2 separate regions of the Mus musculus genome follow, and region 2 is linked to region 1. The links are chromatin contacts, called in public HiChIP or PLAC-seq maps. All regions are on one chromosome and are shown on one strand. Each heading gives the region's core, a stretch centred on a gene start, on an enhancer-like site or on the middle of the called end of the contact. The rest is flanking DNA. Distances are from core to core; before and after follow the strand shown.

The links. HiChIP or PLAC-seq counts read pairs in DNA pulled down with a chosen protein or histone mark.
Region 2: an H3K27ac HiChIP or PLAC-seq map of large pre-B cells shows a contact between it and region 1, with 6 times the contacts expected there. The contact joins the promoter of Klhl3 here to the promoter of Tifab in region 1.

What each region holds. Positions count from the first base shown.
Region 1 is chr13:56,176,904-56,180,724 of GRCm38.p6, reverse strand. It overlaps Tifab (TRAF-interacting protein with forkhead-associated domain, family member B), which reads left to right and starts at 1,840. Exons shown (of 3, transcript NM_001168615.1): 1 at 1,840-2,178; 2 at 3,593-3,820. It overlaps Gm31657 (a long non-coding RNA gene), which reads right to left. Exons shown (of 8, transcript XR_382472.1): 3 at 486-671.
Region 2 is chr13:58,111,112-58,115,185 of GRCm38.p6, reverse strand. Klhl3 (kelch-like 3) reads left to right here and starts at 1,539. Exons shown (of 15, transcript NM_001362415.2): 1 at 1,539-2,044. The coding sequence starts at 2,031. It overlaps Gm33389 (a long non-coding RNA gene), which reads right to left. Exons shown (of 5, transcript XR_003950588.1): 5 at 2,216-3,069. Gm52040 (a long non-coding RNA gene) reads right to left here and starts at 1,486. Exons shown (of 3, transcript XR_003950589.1): 1 at 1,419-1,486; 2 at 26-123.

The sequences.
Region 1 (3,821 bases), core at 591-3,090:
ACAGCACTGGCAATGAGCCTGAGGTCCTATCCAGCTGTTCAACCTACACATGGCTTTTCATCCTCCCAGGCCATCAGTAAGCCTGCAACATCCTTGGAGCTACTCCTTGGGCTGGAGCCACTTCTTGGGCTACTATTGTCACCCTGTTTTACTCCTCCTCTTTCAATGCCAGGAGGACCTGGGCACAGGTGGTGGGGGAAGGGTGCAGAAAGGGCAGGTGGAGGTTCTAAAGCCACATCCATCCATCCATTGAGCTAAATGCCTCTTAAAAGCACCCTGTTCCCAGCCATCAGTGGCTCTGAGAGGCAGCCTGGCTCATTCCCACCTAGCCCGAATCATTGATGACAGAGTAAGAACTCCCCTCATCCCAGACCCAGAAGACTATCCCCAAAGCATGGCCTAGAGGGACTCTGTGGCCCAGCAAACAAGGAATTCCACTATGGGCAGGCCTTGGGGACTGGGGATCAGTCCACCGGGGTCCTCACCTGGTTGTGCCGGAGATTGATTATGTGACCCTGGTAAGTCACCTCTGAGCTTTGGAGTCAGTGATGAAATCACTGACTCTAGGGTAGACTGGGGAATAGCTGGGTCTCCGAGCTCCCCTGAAGAGCAAGCAGCCTCTGAGCCTCGAAGGCACTGTGCTGGAGGACTCAGCACATCAGCAAATCCTCCTGAAAGCAGACAGCGGGAGAACCTCTGGAATGAGTGAGTCTCTGCTCAGGGAAAGCAATGCATGATGGTCCCCTCTCTCGTTCTACCCAACCCAACTGTAGGCCAGGATTGGGCTATCCTTGTTCCACCTGCGTATGTGTCCTCCTTATTCTGCTGGCCTTTCTAAGCACACACAGCCTTCATTGAAACTGCTTTTTGTCCCATTCTCCATCTATTAGCTTGATATTACAGAGACATTATTATTCTTTTAGCGATTATACATGAAATCAGAGCACGTGTCCTTACATTATTATGTCTAGCAGCAGTTTATGTCCTTGCATCCTGGACAATGGAAAGGAATTTGAAACTCTGTAACTATATGTAACCATTCCACCTAGATTGGCTTTAATAATACATACATAAGTGTTTATGTATTTTAAATACATATAGAATATATACAATGAAGCCCATCTTAAGATGTCATCATTGTTTCATTGAGCTGGGCCAGCAAGTCACTCTTCAGTGACAGGATCCTGAGGGAAAAAAAGGCAATGGGATCAGAAAATAAAGAAGGTAGGAGGCTGGAGAGATGACTCAGTGGTTAAGAGCACCAACTGCTCTTCGGAAGGTCCTGAGTTCAATTCCCAGCAACCACATGGTGGCTCACAGCCACCCATAATGAGATTTGACACCCTCTTCTGGTGTGTCTGAAGTCAGCTACAGTGTTCTTACATACAATAATAAATAAATAAATAAATAAATAAATAAATAAATAAATAAAAACTAAAAAAAAAAAAAAAAAGGTAGGCAATTGTACTCCGGAGATCTCATCCAAGGTCTGTCTTATGCCAAGCAGGTTAATTCAGAAGTACAGTATCTTAAATGTCATTTTAAGGAGAGAAATGGGACAAAGTCAGCAGGTGGCCTTCTGCATGCAATAAATGAGGCCTATTCCCATGAGTGCCCATGCACTACTGTCCCTTCCCATGAGTGTTCATGCTCTCCTGTCCCCTCCCATGAGTACCCACATGCTCCTGTTCCTTCCCATGAGTGCCCACAGGCTCCCTTCCCCTGTGTCTCAGTCTCTTCTGAGACTCCCTAGAGATCCTCCATTACGTACGGCTTCCTTGACCAACCCCAGACAGTTGGAAGGAACCTCATAACCCAGGAACTCCCTGTCAGCAGCTCTCTGCCCTCAGAGGACAGAAGAAGCTGATACTCTGTGGTCTCTGAGGCTGAAATAATAGAGGCTGGAGCACCGAGACCCAGGAAAGCGTACCATCCGGAGGCCCCTCCTAGAGAGGCACCCGTTTCACAACTCAAGCAAGCGGTTCCACTTCTGCAAGAGAAAATAATACTTCAATTTCATTCCTAGAGGAAAAAGGAAGAGCGGCAGAGCTGACGTGCTCTCTGACACAGTGCACGCCCGAACCACGGACGCGCTTGCCTGCCCAGGTCTTCCTCCAGCCCAGGTCCTGCCTGATCACACAGCTGCAGAGTTAGTGCCAGGTGTACCCCGGAGGTAAGGTAGGTGAAGGTCGTGGGGACCAGGACCCCCAGGGAGGCTGGTGAGGCTAGGAGAGGAACCCTGGCCAGAGCCAGCACCTTTCCATTTGTCAGCAGCCATGGTAACTATTAAGAGGTTTGGGTTTCTGTTCTCCCCAATCAACTGGGATCCAAGACAAACAAGTCTGCCTCTGCAGGAGTGCTGCTTCCATCAGACATGACTGCTCGGCACTCAGAGAGAGATCCCACAGGGCCACGTTTACTTTCAATATCATTGGGCCATGACACTGACTTTGTAAAGGATGAACTCTGTACTCTCACCAAGTCCAAGGGCACTGGTGCCCAGCCCTCCATCCTGGGCTCAACCTGAATCCTGCCTCAGGAAGAAATGGTCTTCAGGGTCAGAAGGCAGTAGCCTGAGGTGTATCCATCTGTCTGCTGGGGAAAGGGTATCCTCGGGGGAATGGGGGGACAAGGCCCCACTACCAACTATATCCCCATTGATATACTACCTTCAAAAAACAACAGCGCAAAAGCCTGGCAAACTAGCACAGGCTCCCTATCCCACAGCCTTCAAGAACTAGGCTCCCATTTTCATTGGGCTGAGAGATGACTTCTGTATGTGGGTATATCCTTACCTATTTTTTTTTTAGCAGGTATGCCTCCAGACATTTTCTGTGGTCTGGTGCTATAGGGACTACAGGGTGGGTCATACCCTATGCCTGGGAGACAGAAGTGGAGCTTGAGGAAGACAAGAGCCTGTGGAACTCTGGGAGCCTGGGAGTTGGGGGAATGCAAACATGAAAAGTTAGGGGTTGGCCAGGTGTCCTTGTGGTTGATGTCACAGGACAGAGACAAGGTCACTTTCCTCAGGGAAGAAAGCATTTGAACCAGGCCCTGAAAGATGAGCAATGTTTTCCCCACAGAGTTTAAGATAGAACATGTCTTCTTAGCAGAAAATATATATATATTGCAGACCAAAGCCAAGTGCTAGAGAAAGAATATAATTACTGTGGAACCTCACTCGGCCCTTGGTTCTTGCTAAAAGTGGCAATAAATCCTAGGTGGTGTGGGGCGTGTAGATATGACCGTGTCTACTCTTTAAAGCCAGGCAGGGACCAAGCAGACCCTGGATGGGGCCTTCCCACATGCCCCTTGGACACTGAAGGACAAGTTCCTGGAGGTGGAGCTGTAGGACCTTGTGTGGATTTACTGGTGCTCCTGAGGGTCTTCAGTGAGCCAGATTTTCCTTCTGTCCACTGTCTCCACCAGGAGCTACCGTGGCCCAGATGTTCAGGAAAGGCAAGCCCTGAACCTGGTGTTGGGGCCCCTGAACCAAGTGCTGGGCTCGCTGGAAGCACCCCCAAGAAGGTGCTCGATGTTTTTACTTCCATGGGGTACTCAGGGTCCTTTTCCATTGCTATGTACCCCCTAGCTGGAGGCACCATATCTTTCCCTTCAAGAGCGGTGCTCCCAAGAGCAAAGGCCTATCTCCACAGCACCTGGATTGACACCTGGCTCGAAGAAGACTCTGCAAGAGTTTGTTTGTTGCATGCCTGCCAGATTCAAGAAAGCCTGTCCTGTCTGCTCATCTGTTCCTATAAAGCAAGGACAAACTGTCTCCAAATGGCCTGTGGACTATCAGGCGCCACCCTGTAAGCTGG
Region 2 (4,074 bases), core at 290-2,789, 1.9 Mb before region 1:
GGGAGATAAACCTTGAGACTCACACCTCAGCTGGTTCGGGGTCAGAGTGTTCTGTCACGTCCAAGTTATCGACACCTGCTGCGTCTAGACCTGTGTTCCTCCTTTAGCTTGATGGCTTGAACTCTGCGAAACAACTGAAGAAACTTAGCGGGCCCGAACTGTACAAGCAACACGTGCACTTTATATCCTCCTGAGGTTCCCACAGACGCGAGAGTCCAGGAAAGTGGCACCACTAGGCAGATGGCTAGGGCATACCAAGAAGGAAAGCGGGACCTTTGCAACTTTTGTAAACTCGCAATTAGTAGAATTGACAGAGACTTTAGAGAGTGTCCTGGGAATGAAGGATTGAGTGTGAGGTCATAGGCTACCCAGCAGAAGCCCACTCAGCCAGTGCTGCTCTGAGCCTCCAGAGAGGCCGGGTGTATTGGTTGGTGAGGAGTCCTAAAGCAGGGATGGATGGGTACTCGTTTCTGGCTTTTCCTTTCCTGATTGGGGAAGCTTCTGAGAAAATTTTCACCACTAATGGACCCAATTATCTCTAAGCCCTGGTTAGTTCTAGAAGACACAAACTTAGCTTCCGGTCGGCTTTCCACAAGATTGTCTTTAAGCTCGAGAAACAAGGCATGTTAAAAAACAAAAAACAGGGCTGGTGAGATGGCTCAGCAGGTAAGAGCACCCGACTGCTCTTCCGAAGGTCCTGAGTTCAAATCCCAGCAACCACATGGTGGCTCACAACCATCCTCAACGAGATCTGACTCCCTCTTCTGGTGTGTCTGAAGACAGCTACAGTGTACTTACATATAATAAATAAATAAATCTTAAAAAAAAAAACAAAAACAACAAACAAACAAAAAAACCAAAAAAACAAACTCCCCCGGACACTCAGTTAGGGGGAGGTGAGCAATAAGGGCAATACCCTTTGAAGTTTATGTTGGAGGCTACCCGCTGTCACTGGTGTGATTTGGGGAAGGTTTCAGAAGACCTGTGACTTACTGCACTTCCATAAAGACTCAAGGATCAGGGTTAGAGGAGCCATTCCAGGTAGGACCAACATCTAGAGGTTACAGGGCACAGGGGCTTTGGCTGGGAGATGGGGGCTCAGTAGTAGACGTTTTGAGTTGGAGCCACAGCTTGCATAAGGTTCAGTATGGCAGACCTTAGAAAGCGGTTCTGTTGTGGTGTTTTTGTGGTGATCACTGCAATGGTCTTTGGCATTTTGTAATACTGGGGGTTTGTTTCAGTTGCACCTCCCCCTCTCTCCGCACATAACGCATCTGGCCCTGGCTCCCATGTCTAATTCTTCTTATTCATTTCAGTTCTGTGACACCCACACATTCCAACCCACTTGTCTTAATGTCGCATCTCAGAACTACCGTGGGCTCGGGGAGGGGGAATCCGGCAGCGCTGACGTTACTCACAAGTGAATTTTCCCAGGTGGGTAAACTCCATTGCAGGCCACAGAGGGGCCTCCTCATTCCAGCAATCTGGCCAGGCCCACAGACTCACAGCTTAGGAGGAGGAGGAGAGAAGGAGGGGTCAGTTTTTCTCTGTTAGCGTTAGAGAGGATCCCTCTGATCCGCTGTAGTGCAGCCTAGGAGGCAGGAGACTGTGGGGTGGGCTAGTCGCTAGGGCTGGGGATGCCTGAGCAGATGTGGAAACAGCTGGAAAGGTGGCACAGCCCTTGGGTCGCCGCCGCCGCCGCCGAAGCTGTGGCTGTTTCTAGGAGACAGAGGAGAAGCCAGCCTGCGGGGGAGGGGAAGCGAGTGGGTTGCTGCTTTTAGCAGCTGAAAGGGCTGCAGGGAGCTCTGGGTAAGACATTTTCTAGCACCGTCGCTTTTGCGGTAGAAGCCTGCCGCGAGTAAGTCAAGAGGAAGGAGGATTGGGAGGGAGGAGGTCTCAGTTGCAGCCATGCTGAATCACGGTTGCTGATCAGGGTCCCTCACGGGTCTGCTGGGAGAACCCAGCGAGCAGCGCCAGTTCCCGGGTGCATGCACAGTTTGATGACTACTAACCCTGCCGGGCCTCCCACAATGGAGGGCGAAAGGTACGTATGTGTAAGTGTGGTGAGTGCAGTATGCATGTGTAAGAAAACACGAGCGAGCGAGCGAGCGTAAGGTGTAACCACCATTTGTTTGCACCAGCTAGGCAGGTTTGCAGATCCTGGCAACTGCAGAACCCCAAAGCAGAGCGAGGGCAGAAAAGTCTCTTTGGAAACCTTCCTCTTCCAGAGCTCAAAGCTCCAGAGACCCGGCTCTTGCCAAGGGAAATCTGGGTTTGCTGGGCAGTGGAGCACACGGAAAGACGGAACTTCCTGGCCTGTGTTGGGAATAGTCCCGTCTTGAACCGGGATTGCCCTTTTCAGGGAGGCGTTCCTGGTCCTCACAGTGTCTGTCTTTGGTGGGGGGATTTGATGGCACTGCAGAGCTGACCTGGGAGAGGGCACTAGCCTCGTTCATACTGAGGTGGTTGAATTTTCGAGAACCATGCCAAGTGGCTGGCTTTCCTACCTAACCCGGGTCTGTTGTGTGTATGTTGGTGGACACTGGCTTCTGCACTGGCGTAGGTAAGGGAGAAACCCAGTTAGGTGACATTTGCTCACAACCCGTCTCGCCTGTATCAAAAAGTTTGAGAGATGCTGCACGGTCTGTGTCTTCCAGGAGCTCTTGTTTCTCCCTTCATGGACTTTTAATGAAATAGGAACCAACTGGAGGCATTTCAGTACTCGGGTTGAGCAGGAACAGGCTGGCCAGGGTTTGTCTCCCGGCAGGCAGGAGCACAGACAGTTTTCATTTATCCGAGGAGCTGGTCTTCCTATTGTGAAGGTGTTCTGTGCAGGGCCAAGTTTGGCAGACTATGGAGCAGAAGTCTTCGTGCCACCACCTCCTCATCCGTGGGTTGGCACCGAGGGACGGGCTTTACCATTTTCCTTGAGGAGAGAGGATCACAGGGAGAGGCAAGAAGGCTTCCCCTCTAAGTTGTGAGTTGCTGGTTTCACGGGAACGGGCTCCTCTAAACCCGTGAGGTTGCAGACTACTTTAAAGTGTGCACAGCTTGTCCTGAGTCGGGCCCCTGTGAGAGAGAACAGGTGTGATCCATTTCACTCCTCTGTCTGAGAAAAGCTTAAGAAGCCAGTGCGTTCTGTAGTCCCACTCACAAGAAGAGTCTAGGACAGTGACTCTCAACCTTCCTAACGCTGAGACCATTTAATACCCGTCCTCATGTTGTGATGGTACCCCCACCCTCACGCCCAAACCATGGAATTATTTTCGTTACTTCATAACTATAATTTTGCTACTGTTAGGAATCTCTGTTTTGGGATGGTCTTAAGCGACCTCTGTGAAAAGGTTGTTTGACACCCCCCAGGGGTCGTCGTGATCCCCAGGTTGAGAACCATGGTCCTAGGACCTTTTAGACCACGTTCCTTGCAGTTTCTTTCTGGGCTCTCTTCAAAACAGGATTCTCCTGAACAACGGGGGCATCTAGAGGCCTTGGGGCAGAGGTGGACAGTGTCCTTGCTCTTTCTCAATGGCCTGGTGGCTGGCAGAGGGAAGGAGCAAGGAAAGAAGTGTAAGGCTTTGGACCATGTCCGCCTGCATGAGTGGCTGGCACTAGGCTGCCACCATCTGAGCTTGCGGGGACAGTAGTCTTGCCTACAGCTCAGCGTCCCTATACTGAAGAGCTCTTCTTCACTGGTTTGTGAGGGGAGCTGATGTCTGCGGCTTCTGAGTACCCATTTGCTTCTTGTCTAGAGGAGTTGAGAATTTCCAACATTCAGCAGGCTGCTCAGATTAGCCTGTTCTAGGGACAGCTTACAAACCAACCAAACAAGTCACCTTCAATTTGTCTCCCGTCTCCCTCCTGGCTCTCTTTCTGACGCATCCCGCTCTACCCACCAAGAGTTACGCTGCCCACACGCCTTCTCTCTCACCACAAATCCTCCATTCTCAGATTTTTTTTTTTAATTCCCATTTTGTTTCGGGAAAAACGTGGTCCTTTCAGTCCTCATTGATGTTCTTACATAAAAACTTCTTTTTTTGGAGGATCGGGTGGGGACGCTGAGATGGGGGGTCTCTC